Linked DNA regions of Mus musculus: region 2 is linked to region 1. The links are chromatin contacts, called in public promoter capture Hi-C maps. All regions are on one chromosome and are shown on one strand. Each heading gives the region's core, a stretch centred on a gene start, on an enhancer-like site or on the middle of the called end of the contact. The rest is flanking DNA. Distances are from core to core; before and after follow the strand shown. Region 1 overlaps Elovl5 (ELOVL family member 5, elongation of long chain fatty acids (yeast)). Region 2 has its middle 6.2 kb from the start of Gm39375.

Region 1 (6,438 bases), core at 3,697-6,196:
GCTTCACATTTGAAACATCTAATCTTATTTAGTGCAAAGGAATTCTGGTGGTGGCAACATTTTAAACATGTTTGTCCCCAAACACTCCTGTTATATCCAAACAGTAGGACGGCTTTACCTTCTCAGCGGCCTGATCTGTGACTTGGAAGGACAGCACATCCATGCTTTGCTCTTAGTTACTGATCTGAGTGCCGGAATGGGCTGGCTGGGCTGCTTTTCTTCAAGTTTCTCGGGGGGGGGGGGGGGGTGCGGTCAGGGTAGTGATGGGAGTTATGTTCTTTGTGTGAGGTTAGCTATATATGTGGGAATGGAGGCACTAAGCTAATGTGAATTATTTTTGTTAACCCAACTTTATTATTTATTTAAATGCCAGAAGTTTTGAGAGATTTATTTCATTATTGGGTGACCTTCGTATCCTGAAGCTTATTAGACTGTTTTCCTCCTTGTGTCCTTGTGTATTTTTCACATTTCTGCTTTTGTTTTTGAGATGGGGGTCTTACTATGTACAGTGTGCTGGCTGGGAATTCACAGAGCAGCCCAGTGCCCTAAAGCTGTATTTTAACATTGCTGAAAAGAATTGTTGCTTATTCTCTCTTTGGGAGCCAATGTTCTCAGCATAGAACACTAAAATTCAGGGGGCGCGTGTAGTAGCTATGGTTATGTGTGCATGTGTCTGTCTGTCTGTGTGTGTGTTGGCAGCCAACATAGAGTGTCCCCCGCCTGCTCACCCTATGTTGACCATCAAAAGTCATGGATGAGCCCGAGTGCAGGCTTTGAGTGCCAGCCTGGCATCCCAGGTCATAGGTTTGTTAGCCCAGCTAGTTGGCTGTTTTAGATGAACTTTGACAGTTCAAAAACAGTGGATGGGGTGAGATGGTAGACAGCTAAACTTCCATGATATATTTTTAAGCCAAAAGAAATTTGACTGGACTGATTTCACAGAAAAGGAGACTGCCAGCCTGCTCCTGTCACCTTTGCAGCCAGAAACAGGATTTCCAGAATGCCCCTGGCACAGATGGGTCACCAGGCGGCCTGGCTGTGGGTTTAGGGCATCAGCTCTCCTAGCTGTGATGTAGTTTTACACAGTCTGGCCTGTCCAGACAGATGGCTGTATGGCCCGAGCCCCTTTCCCTGCATGGCCGCTTTCTTGCTTCCTTCAGCAGGTAGACTGTGCCTGGGAGAGCTCTGGTTCCATAGCCTAAGGAACCTTAGCAGTTCTTGCCTGTCACTGTCATACCAGGCCCATTGTCAAGCTTCTCTCGCCCTTCTTGGCACCCCAGGGGTGGGGGGGGGGGGAAGCAGCAGGGGGGAACCGACTTGCTGGGAAACCTGTCCTGCATAATCTTTCTTTTTTTTTTTTCCATTTTTTATTAGGTATTTAACTCATTTACATTTCCAATGCTATACCAAAAGTCCCCCATATCCACCCACCCACTCCCCCTTTTTGGCCCTGGTGTTCCCCTGTACTGGGGCATATAAAGTTTGCAAGTCCAATGGGCCTCTCTTTCCAGTGATGGCCGACTAGGCCATCTTTTGATATATATGCAGCTAGAGTCAAGAGCTCCGGGGTACTGGTTAGTTCATAATGTTGTTCCACCTATAGGGTTGCAGATCCCTTTAGCTCCTTGGCTACTTTCTCTAGCTCCTCCATTGGGAGCCCTATGATCCATCCATTAGCTGACTGTGAGCATCCACTTCTGTGTTTGCTAGGCCCCGGCATAGTCTCACAAGAGACAGCTACATCTGGGTCCTTTCAATATAATCTTTCATTCTTTGAAGATGCTTCGTGTAACTGTGATTTAATTCACCTGGGCTTGCACTACATTCGAAGGGAGCTAGTGAGATAAATTGGGGGTAGGTTTTCTGCAGGAGCAGGGCTGGGCCGTCTTTGGGCGTGGGATTTGTTTGCCCTTTTGGGTTCAAAGTTCACAGTATTTCACGCTGCGGTGGTTCTGATCTTTCTTTGGACTCAGGCATAAGGATTCTAAATTCTAAGTAGTTTCTGGAAGTGATGTAGAGGGTGTGCTGCTGGACTCTCTCCTCCCCTCATGCTCTCCTCAGCTGTCTTCATAAATATAAGGGAGTTTGTTTCGTTCATTCACTCATTCATTCATTTTGGTGTTTTGCCTGCATGTATGTCTGTGAGGGTGCCAGCTCCCCTGGAATTGGAGCTACAGACAATTGTGAGCTGTTAGGTGGGGGTTGGGGGTGAGGGGCTGAGAATTGAACTGGAGGTAAATACAGGGGAGTTTCTAAACAGAATGCCAGCACCAGTCAGTTTTCCATGGTGTGATGTTTAAAATGTGACACAATAATATAGTAGCAGAGTTGCCAAAAGTGGTCTAGAATTTTATAGTGGGAAGAGACACAACTGAGACTGTCTGCTGGCACACCTCGAAGTATTAAAGTGGAATTCTTACATTGCCTCGTGGTACACACCGGTTATCCCAGCACTTGGAAGGCTGAGGCAGGGAGGTGACCAGTTTGAGGCCAACCTAGGCTTTTTTGTCTGTTAAAAAGGAGATTGTCTGAAATCTGTTCTAATTTACCAGCCCCTGCTCAGTTGTTTAATCTTTGTTCGTGTGTTTTATGTGTGATCTTGAACTCCTGGATAGCTTTAGGGTACTCTGATGGTTGGAATTTCAAAAAATGGATTCTGATACGCCTGGCTGTGGCCTGCAGTTTCCGTGAGGCCCTCCAGGTTGAGTGAAGGTCAGAGACCCCAAGTTAAAAGGCTGTTACTTAGGTGTAGTGTCTGCAGGGTCTAGCTTCTGGGGAGAGAAATCCATTCTCGTCATGTATTTCTTGTCTATGTTTTGGGAGCTGGGCAGATCAAAGAGAGGCCTGTTGCTTGCTCCAGAGGATCAAAGCCTCCCCCAGAGAGGAGGCCTGGCCTGGTCCCCACTAGCACCATGGTTCAGAGTGGCTGTGTTCCCACTTGGCCCAGCACGCTTGAGAATCGTGTCTGTGGCCTTCACAGCTTGGAGGCTGGAAACTGCGGTAGGCAGGCAGGGGTAGGCAGGCAGGCGGGCCGGCTGCAGACCTGACAGCATGATTGAACATTCTTGTAAATTGGGTCATGGCGTTCCCATAATTCCAGATGACTAGGCAAAGTGTCAAGGGTTCTCCGGGGTTCTGTACCTATGTGAGAGTATATCCCAAAGGCTACTTCAGCAGTGGGTCAGTCCAGCGTGGCTGGGAAGACACCCCTTATACTGCTGCTGTGGCAGGGCAGATGAGGCTGTGAGGGAGATGAGACTGGAAAGGGCGTAGTGCTGCAGGCCGTCCACGGCCAGCGTCGGGGATAGAGGGGGTGTGAGCAGCTAAGGATGGGCACCCCTCGTCTTTCCCAAGGCATTAGCCACATGCTCCCTGCAAGGTGTGCCATTTGATTGCCCTCTGTGGAGCCCGGCCAGATGCACCCAAGCCTGGGAGTCATTGTGCTTCTCTGAAAGGGGTGCAGTGCCCTTTCTCGTGATGGACACAGGCTGGCTCGTGCATGTACACCTGCTGTCTTTGGGTCAGAACTCCATTTCTGAAAACAAGGTCCATATGGAGGTTCATTCCATCCCTTCACCCGGCTTTCTTCTTGTGTAACAGTGTCTCAGGTTTCATATATGTACCTGTCATTAATACAGTTGTTTCTCTTAGCCACGTGGATGTACTCAGGACCCACCTCAAACTGAATGCCTGAAGCCAGAGGTTATATAAAAGCTTGTACACACTAAGGTCTGTCTGTCTGTCTGTCTGTCTGTCTGTCTCTCTATCACTGTCTCTTTCATACACACACACACAAATTTTCACCTTCTCACATAAAGCACACTTTAAGAGGCTTACTGTGACATCTCCAAATCACCAGCATCAGTGTTTTTTAAGATCATTAGTAAAGGCTGTGTGAACAGCCAGGCTGATAAGTAGATGTCACTAACTGTTCGTCCCATTGGTAGCATGTAGCATAATGGGGATACGCTGGACAAAGCAGTTTGTGCTCCAGGCAGGGTTGTGTGGGTTGCACCTCTTTCCTCGGAGTGCTGTACAGTCTAACACCAGCCTAAAACGTTTCTGCTGTTTTCAGTCTAATATTCTCGAGCTGCAGTCAACTGCAGGTCATTGAAACCGTTTAGATCCTGTTTGTGTGTAGAATGTTTTTTCTCCCGGACCTTAAATTCTGTCTTCTGAGCTGTTGTATCTCTTTGGGTTTTAAGTCCTCCGTGCCTGGCACCTGATGCAGACAGCAAGTGTCCAGGTGTAAATGAAAAAGAAAAATGAATGGTGTGGATGGGTGATAGCTGGGCAGAAGCGTGGCATTGTGGTTGTGAGTGATACAAGCCTTTGGTGACAGCCTGTCTTTGTACCTTAGAGGAGCAGCAGCCGTAGCTGTAAAGAGTGTATAGACACACTCAGTTGTGGGTGTGGGCGTGGGGGAAGATACCTGCCTTGTCAGAATCAGCCTGGTGAGTCATGGCTCAACCCCCACTTCATCACTGGGGCAGCGAGCCCATCCGTGGCATAGATCCCTCTTGACTCTCGCCATGTCTGCTCTCCAAAGACTGTTGGCTTTTTCCACTGTTCCTAAGTTTGATTGAGAAAAGTTCTGCAAACCCAGGAGGAGAGTGGTGCAGCTGAGAAGGAAGGCACCGAAAGAACAAATGTGGCCCTCTGGCAAAGTCTCCTCCTGGGTGTGCGTTTGAAGAGGGACCCCCATGTGAGGCAGCTCCTGCAGGCCTCCACGGCAGAGCAGTTTAGACAGGTTATCCAGGCCAGACACTGTCTTCAGTTGTCTCCAGATACTAAACCCACAAGTCTTTCCTGAAGCCCACTGCTGGATTCAGTACTCTTGACTGAAATTTGACCTTAGGTTTTTCTGCTTTTCTCTGGCCATGTTAGCCTAGATTCTCAAACTGGATTCTGTCCTAGGCTGCTGTCCTTGGAATCTTAGGTCATTCAGAGCAGTTCCAGGAACTTACTTTTTTTCCCAATCCACTAATGGCTCTCCTCCGCTGTCCACCCCCACCCAGTCGGTTAGCCTTGTATATTTTAAAGCCTTTCTATGCTCTTGTTTCCAGCTTTCCTGTGGCTTCTGCTTAGAAAACTGAAAAGCCTTAGTTAACAAGGAGATTGAACGATTCTTGTATTGTTCCCTCTCCGGGAACTGTTCCTGATGTTAGAATCCAGAACGCTGTGACTTGAATTTTCTTCCTACTGTGTAGCATTAAATGGGTGTGTACAGCTACTAGGAAGTGTGTTCCAACATCTGCTGTGCTTCAGACCTGGGTCCTTGTGCCCTTTGGGCACATCATTTGTTCTAGGTGATGCTGCTGAACATCTGTCCCTGTTTGCACTCTCCTGGACATGGGAGGCAATAGATCCTTGATATTTAGTTAATGTTTTCATTTAGCTGTTGATGTTTTAGATAGTCTCTTAAATCTTCCAAGCTTCTCTCTTGAAGTATTACCCATCCCCCATGCCCCGCCCTTTCCCTAGAGGTTTGGCAATACTTAGAAATGGTTTTGAAGGTTTTCAGAAGAACTGGAGGCTCAGTGACTGATTCTGTGTAAAACAGTGCAACTATATTTGCAGCATAACTAAACACACGATTGTGAATTTGATAACCATAAATTAAAGTTACATTAAATTTAACTGAATTGTTTGTGTGTGTGTGTGTTTGTTTTGAGACAAGGTTTTATTTTGTAGCCCCCGCTGACCTGGAACTATGGCTAGCCCAGGCTAGCCTCAAGTCAGTTTGTCTTGCCTCAGATGTATGCATTTCCCACACCCGGCGCAGTATCAGAGTCCTAAGGTTGGACACCTTGACTCACGACTGTGATCAGTGCTAAATTGACTCGGTCATTTGCTATTGGATTACGATCCAAATTTACAAAAATGTGTTTATCGTGGCCTTTGTGTGTGTGCTCCAAAGGAGAGACCTTTCTGGAACAGTTTATTCAAGCACTTCCACTGGCTTCCTTCCGTTTAGAGCTGACTTGATTGGTTGGAGGACATGATGTTTAATATTTTAATTTTTTACTGTGGGCATGAAGTATTTAAAGTAAAAAACGAAGGTGACAAGTAATTTTAAGCAGGGAGCAGAGTCAGACAGGGTATTGGGGAGTACAGGTGACTGGGGGAGGGTAAGAGGACTAGCAAGACGAGAGGCAGCGGGGAAGGGTGTATGTGCATGCGTGTGTGTGTGTGTGTGTGTGTGTGTGTGTGTGTGTGTGTGTAAATACCTTAATAATGGCATCAGGGGGTGGCTTAGGCTAACAAGATGGCTCTGCAGGAAAAGGCACTTGCCGTCAAGTGTGACAATCTGAGTTTGAGCCCTGTGGACCCACGTGATAGGAGGAAAGAACCAATTCCCAAACTCATCCTCAGACTTCCACATACATACCCCCCACACACACACACAGAATATTTTAAATTATATTGTATATAATA
Region 2 (6,417 bases), core at 2,179-4,678, 52 kb after region 1:
AAGTCCGAACTCTTGCCCAACTTCTCTGGCCCCTGACGTGGCAGGTGGCCATGACTCTGGTTTCTGGCTTCAGGTGCAGATTGTCATTGGAGCTGTTGCCTGAAAGCAGCTGTTCTCCACAGTACAGCTGAACTCAGATCATCTCTTCAGAGTAGGTTTTAATTTAGAAAAAGAGAGAGAGAGAGGGAGAGAGAGAGAGAGAGAGAGAGAGAGAGAGAGAGAGAGAGAGAGAGAGAGAGGAGGAGGAACATCCTTTCACTTGTTCTCAACCTCCCTGGTGCCGCAACCCTTAAATACAGTTCCTCATGTTGTGGTGACCCCTAACCATAAGATTATTTTTGTTGATGCTTCATAACTGTTAAGTTTGCTACTGTTTTGAATCATAATGTAAATATTTGTGGTTTTCCCATGGTCTTAGGCAACCCCTGTGGAAGGGTCATTCAATCCCAAAGGGGTCACAACTAACAGGTTGAGAACAGCTGGTATAAAACAACATGGGACAGAAAAAAAAAAAAAAAAGAGTTCACCAGAATGGAACTGGAGAACTAACATTTTGCTTAGGTGGCTGCCTTCCATCAGTGTGAGTGTCCCTCCACCCTAGGCTACCTCGTGGATGATTGGTAGCCCCGCTGCTGTCTGCTCCCTTCCCTACCCATTGTCCAAAGAACACTGAACCATGGCTTCAGCGGCCTTCTTCACAGAAGTTGGTTAGTGCAGATCAGGCACCTCAGTGAGAGGTTATTAGCATCTCACTACCCTGGAAGCCTGGGTCCTAGACATCAGGTGACAAAAAGCCGGTCCTGGCTGAGGACTGTGCTTCCTGCCCATGGGTCTCACTCGGGGCACTCCGCATAGGAAGCACTGGACTGGCTGGAAAATGAGGCTTGTGTTCCTGCAATCAGCCACATCGCCCATGCAGAGCTTTCTGATTAACCTGGGCTTTTGCATACAAGGTGGAATCCCTGCCTTGTATGTGGGTCTGATCAATGGGAAGGGCACATGACTTGCTTTAAAATTAGCCTCATATTTCATTGTGTAACAGTTCTGGGTTTCACTAAATAGAATGACTGGGCTTTTATAAGGGCGCATATAATGTATTTCTATTTAGTGTATCTGATTGGTTCATCTTAGAGAAAATCCTTTAGATTCGCTGAGATGCCGTGTTTCCGCCTACAAAATGATGCTGTGGGTTTTGTAGGAAAAAGAAAGATTAACAAAACTTACCATCTTATCTAGGGCACAGAGGGAGAGGGAAGGAGAGGGAGGGAGAGGGAGGGAGAGGGAGGGAGGGAGAATCTGAGCTTGTCAATGAAGAGAACAATCTCTTCTGCCCAAAAGGACAGAGTGAAACTAGAAAGGAAAGAAATGATTACACTCTAAATCATGCTGTCAGCCAGGGTTAACATTCTGGGAGGTTCCAAAGCTCAGAGAACATTTCACATCTTAAGAAAAAAGGCTGGGTTTTTTTTCCCCCTATTTCCCCTGTGCCAGTGAGACATCCTCACGCAAATTCAAAATCAGCAAAAACCAGTTACCAGCCAAAGCCACCTTCCCGTTGTCCTTCACAAAGTCAGCTTGTTCCCCCAGATTTCTGATTCACCTTGGCTGCATCTGAAGATAAGCCCATATGACCTAGAGGCCAAGGAGAAGCAAAGAAGTTTATGTGCCTGCAGAAAATACATTTCTACAGTCAGGAGAATGTGGTGGCTTGAATAGGGATGACCCCTATAGACCGGTGTGTTTGAATGCTTGGCTATGGAGGGTGACACCATGAGGTGTGGCCTGTTGAAGGAGGTGTGTCACTGTGGAGGCTGGCTTTGAGGTCACATGTGTTCAAGCTATGCCCAGTGTGAGTTGGAGTCCAGCCTGGGATATGGGAAACTCCATCTCAAATCAAAAAGCAAAACCACTTTATAGCAAGAAAACCATTTTCCTGTGGTCCACAGAACTAAATAGGTGATTGATTATCATTTATGCTTCATATCTCATGTGACCGAGGGCCAGAGAAGAGGGGTTTAAAAGACTAGATCTTGGACTGGCTAGGGTGACTCAGTGGATCAGGGTGCTTGTCACCAGCTCAGACAACCTGATTTTGAACCCTAGGCCCCCATGGTGGAGGAATAGGACTTACTCCTGTGGGTTGTGCTCTGACTTCTGCATGTGTGCTGTGACATGCACACACCAGCACATGCACACACACATAAGTAACAAAAGCTTAAGAAAAGCTGGACCACTCTAGAGGGACATGTGTGCAGTACCTGCGGGGGCCAGAAGAGGGCATTAGACCCTTTGGAACTACAGTTATGGACGGTTGCAAGCTGCCCCGAAGATGCTGGGGAACTTGAATCTGGGTCCCTGCAAGAGCAGCCAGTGCTCTTAACCACTGAGCTATCTTTGTAGCCCAAGATATTATTTGGTAATAGTTTGTCTTAATGACACCATATCATATGCAAACTGATAGATAGATAGATAGATAGATAGATAGATAGATAGATGATAGATAGATAGATAGATAGATAGATAGATAGATAGATAGATAGTGTATTCATTTCTGGGTTTGAGATAGTCTAATAAACATCATATAGTCCAGTTATTTCTTTAGCTTACTGGTTTTTGTTTATTGTGACCACAAACGCAGTATGAGCATGGCTCTTCGAATTCCCTCCGTCTGCACCCTAAATTTGTCAGCCACCGAGGCCACCGAGTTTCACCTCTCTTACCTACCAGAGTGACTTTCCTCCCTTCAGAACCCAAGACCTTCATATCCTAACCATGCTTTGCATCAGAGTTCTAATTTTGCCAATCAGGAAGTTCATTAGCCTCACTGGGCTTGTTCAAGCTGCCTGTGTTCATATTCATATGTAAACTTGTATCATCTGACTTATAATAAGCCGTGTGTCTGGCAGGCGGCTTGTCCCCACAAACCCTGAAGGTGTCACTGCACAAGGTGCCAGGCTGTGTGAGGCTGACATTCCCTCTGCGCTCCCAGGATGAGCCAGCGCCGCAGTCTACTGAGTCAGGCGCACAGGCTGGAGACGGTCCGCTTGCTTCCCTGTCTCTCCGCTGTCCTCTTTCCATTCTTTGCAACTCAAGGGTTAGGAGGACAGGCAGTTAAGGCAGTTAACCTAGATGAAGCACAACAACCATGTAAGCGAATAGGTCCCAAACTGTTTAAACCACAAACAAGCTTATCACCTGCCCAAGTGACCCTGCCTTTGGAAATCTGTGCTGGTGGAACAGATAGCAGCCACCCACAGCGCAAGCCTCAACACACTGTCCTGGAATACTCCCGACCTTGAGCTGCCCTGGATACCCAAGAGAGCAAACCAACGCTATATTCCTAATGGCGCCTTGCCAATCCCCCAGCAAAGGCCTTGGAACTGAGCCTTAGCTACTGCCACCTCCGCACTTCACCAGGCTCGTGGGCTCCACCTTCTGGCCAGTGTTCCCCTGGCCTGGCCTGGCCTGTTCGTTGACGGTACAGGAGACTCTTAAGGGCAGCAATTTTGCTGAATTCCTCTGCTAGCCCGGGACAGTTTGGAATGGCACAGCCTGGACACAAGATGCTTCCCAGGGCTAGGTGGGTGGTGTCCAGAGACGCCGAGAACCCTCTAGGTAAACAGCATATCCACCCAAGGACGCTGGTCAGCCAAGACGGTGAAGTCCTGGAAGCATGCTCACTTGGGACCTTCCCCTAGCATCTGGTTCTTGCCTCTTGTATCGATCCTCAAATGGTCAATAAAATCACGGTCCCAAATCTATTCTTTTGATTGTTTGCTTGTTTTTGTTTGGTTGTTTGTTTGGGTTTTTTTTGTTGTTGTTGTTTGTTTTTTTGTTTTGTTTTGTTTTGTTTTTTGTTGTGTTTTTGTTTGTTTGTTTGTTTGTTTTTTGAGACAGGGTTTCTCTGTATAGCTCTGGCTGTCCTGGAACTCACTCTGTAGACCAGATCTATTCTTCCTTGGATGTAGATGTCGTGTTCCTTTTTCCTCAACTTAAACTCCAGATTCTCTGTGTGGCCACATCTCTGTGTGGAGCTTTTTGTATGCTCTGCCCCAGCCCTTCATGAAAATCAAGCAGATGAGGCTGGAAAGTTTCAATGGTCAAGTTCTTGAAGAAGTTCTGGGTTCACACATGCATAATAATAATAATAATAATAATAATAATAATAATAATAATAAACATGAATCTTTCTTGTTAAAAATCATTAAACCAAGTCTTTAAACCAGTTTAAGGAATGCTAATATATTGTTTTTCACACTGTGGTTTAAGTGTTTTAGTTCTGAGAGAAAAAGACTATGACTATCCCATAATACTTTACTGCTTGCTCTGGCTCCTTCACCTGGCTAAGCAGTGCTGCCTCTGGTAACTAGGGTGTGTATGCCTGTTGCAGTTTAGCTCTTTGCTTAGGATTTTTGTTTCTCTGCGTGTCTAGGTGCGTTTTGCCTGCGTAGATGACTGGGCACTGTGTGTGCATTGCCTGCGGAGGCCAGAAGAGAGTGTTTCATCTCTTGGAATTGAAGTTACAGACTCTGTAAGCCGCCATGTGGGTGCTGAGAACTGAACCTGGCTCCTCGGCCAGAGCAGCCAGTGATCTTACCCTCAGAGCCATCTCTCCAGCCCTCTTGTTTGGTTGGTTTTGGTTGGTTGGTTGGTTGGTTGGTTGGTTGGTTGGTTGGTTGGTTGATTGGTTGGTTGGTTCAGCTTGGGTTTTTGTTGTTGTTTGGGTTTATTTTATTTTATTTTTTTCTGTCAACCCTCTTTTTACTGTGTGCTTTACATAATCCTAATTTCAATATTTGTGACATCCATTCCCAACACCTGAATTGTTCTTTGAAATTTTGAGCTCGTCCATGCAGTAGGCTGAATAACGTGCCTCACCTCTGTCCTATACCCACAAGATGTAGATACGGTGTCGTCCATGGAAAGGCGACTGGGAAGCTGTCCTGAGATGGGGATGTTAATTCCGGTGGACCTAGTCCAGCAGGAATGTGGGTTTGTGGGAGTTATCATCATTCATTTCATCTCAGGTACGAGGGTTTGTTTTGTTTTGTTTTGTTTTGTTTTGTTTTGTTTGCCTGCATGTATGAATGTGCACCATGTGAGTACCTGGCCCCCAAGGAGATCAGAAGTGGACAATGGATCCCTTGGGACTGGAGTTATGGGTGGTTGCAAACCATCCTGTAGGTGCTAGGAATTAGACCCAGGTCCCTCTTGAGAGCAAAATGTGCTCTTAGTCACTGAGGCATCTCTCCAGCCCCTTACATGGCTTAAAGGGGAGAGTGTATCCCACTACAGCAGAGAAAGACTTGAAGCTGGAAGGATTCTAATTGTGCTGCTGGCTTTGCAATGGCGGAAGGAACTGCATTAGGCAGCTTTTTTAAAAGACAAGATTTCATGTAGCCCAGGCTGGCCTCCAGCTCCCTATACAGTTGAAGATGGCCCTTGAAGTCCTGCTTCTCTTGCTCTAGCCTCTTGAGTGCTAGGATTAGTGACATGTCCCACCATGCTTGACCGGTCAACTTGTCATGTCTGTAACAAAGGAGCCTAGCTTATAAATAAGAGGTCTGACTAAGTTATACCTGTGGAGGCTGAAAATCCAGGTGGCTTGACTCCCGTTGATGAGGGGCTGTGGTAGATGGCAAGGCGCATACAGGAAGCAATGAGGGGCAGGGAGAGACCAGTGGGCCGGGCTGGCTTAAATAAACTCTGTGAAAACAAGGGGGCCATGAGAGGATACCTTAGTGTCCTTTTGAGGACATCCCTCCAAAGATTCAAGAGCATCCTATTGGCCTCCAGTGTTTGGATCCCACTATTTGCCAGTGCACTGCCCTGGAGACCAAGGCTCCAACATTCAACCCAGAGGAGAAACTCCATCCCACCCGAGGAGCTAAAGGAACACAGCATCCTTGAAGAGCTGCACAGGGCAAGGGCTGGTCCTCTGCAGCCGCCAGAAGAGAATGAAGCCTGTCCATGCCCTCCTTTGAGACCAGGTGGTAGCTATTGCTGTAGCTAAGTTGGACCTTAAATTCCTGATCTTCCTTTCCCTCCTTCCAAGTGCTGGAATTATAAGCAGGGGCCACCACGCCTCGTTATGGAATCTCATTTCATTTGAGTTGCGAAACGGAAGTGTCCCCATCTCTCAAGCACTCTTGAAGCTGGCACATGCCTATGTTGTCCAACTTGAGAATACTAGTCTGTAGAGCAGCTTCCTGGAAAGGCCACACATGCACCTCTTCTGCGTCTTGCATCTTCCTGCCTGGGGCAGAGGTTACCTGTGGAGGGGCAGCGGCCATCTTGTAACTCGGAGGGTATTAGTCCTTTTTCAAGGGTGTTGAGTGTAAGCATAGGAAAAGTCTGAGCTCAGGTGATGTCATCTCACAAACTTAGACAGCTTTTGGTCACCTTGAGATTGTGGAA

What was found. Promoter capture Hi-C pulls out the DNA fragments that hold promoters and counts their contacts.
Region 2: a contact with region 1 is called in a promoter capture Hi-C map of liver, with 2.1 times the contacts expected there. The contact joins two enhancer-like sites. A contact is called at or near these places in 11 of 39 promoter capture datasets (the 3T3-L1 cell line, 3T3-L1-derived adipocytes, the C10 cell line and 7 more), 3 of 15 datasets of contacts at CTCF or cohesin (CD8 T cells, large pre-B cells and pro-B cells), 4 of 484 Hi-C or Micro-C datasets (bone marrow-derived macrophages and liver), 4 of 115 datasets of contacts at active chromatin or transcription factors (CD8 T cells and embryonic stem cells) and 1 of 9 other capture datasets (embryonic stem cells).

The regions. Positions count from the first base shown.
Region 1 is chr9:77,950,240-77,956,677 of GRCm38.p6, forward strand. All of the region lies in intron 1 of Elovl5 (ELOVL family member 5, elongation of long chain fatty acids (yeast)), which reads left to right. Among named protein-coding and RNA genes, the nearest start is that of Gm34771, 15 kb to the right of the region's middle. Within about 2 kb of position 4,947, at least 55 of the 459 cell types and tissues checked have an H3K27ac peak or open chromatin away from gene starts, as enhancers often do. A contact at or near this core is called in CD8 T cells and liver, where this site is marked.
Region 2 is chr9:78,003,418-78,009,834 of GRCm38.p6, forward strand. It overlaps a transcript of Gm34829 not described here. Among named protein-coding and RNA genes, the nearest start is that of Gm39375, 6.2 kb to the right of the region's middle. Within about 2 kb of position 3,429, at least 44 of the 459 cell types and tissues checked have an H3K27ac peak or open chromatin away from gene starts, as enhancers often do. A contact at or near this core is called in CD8 T cells and liver, where this site is marked.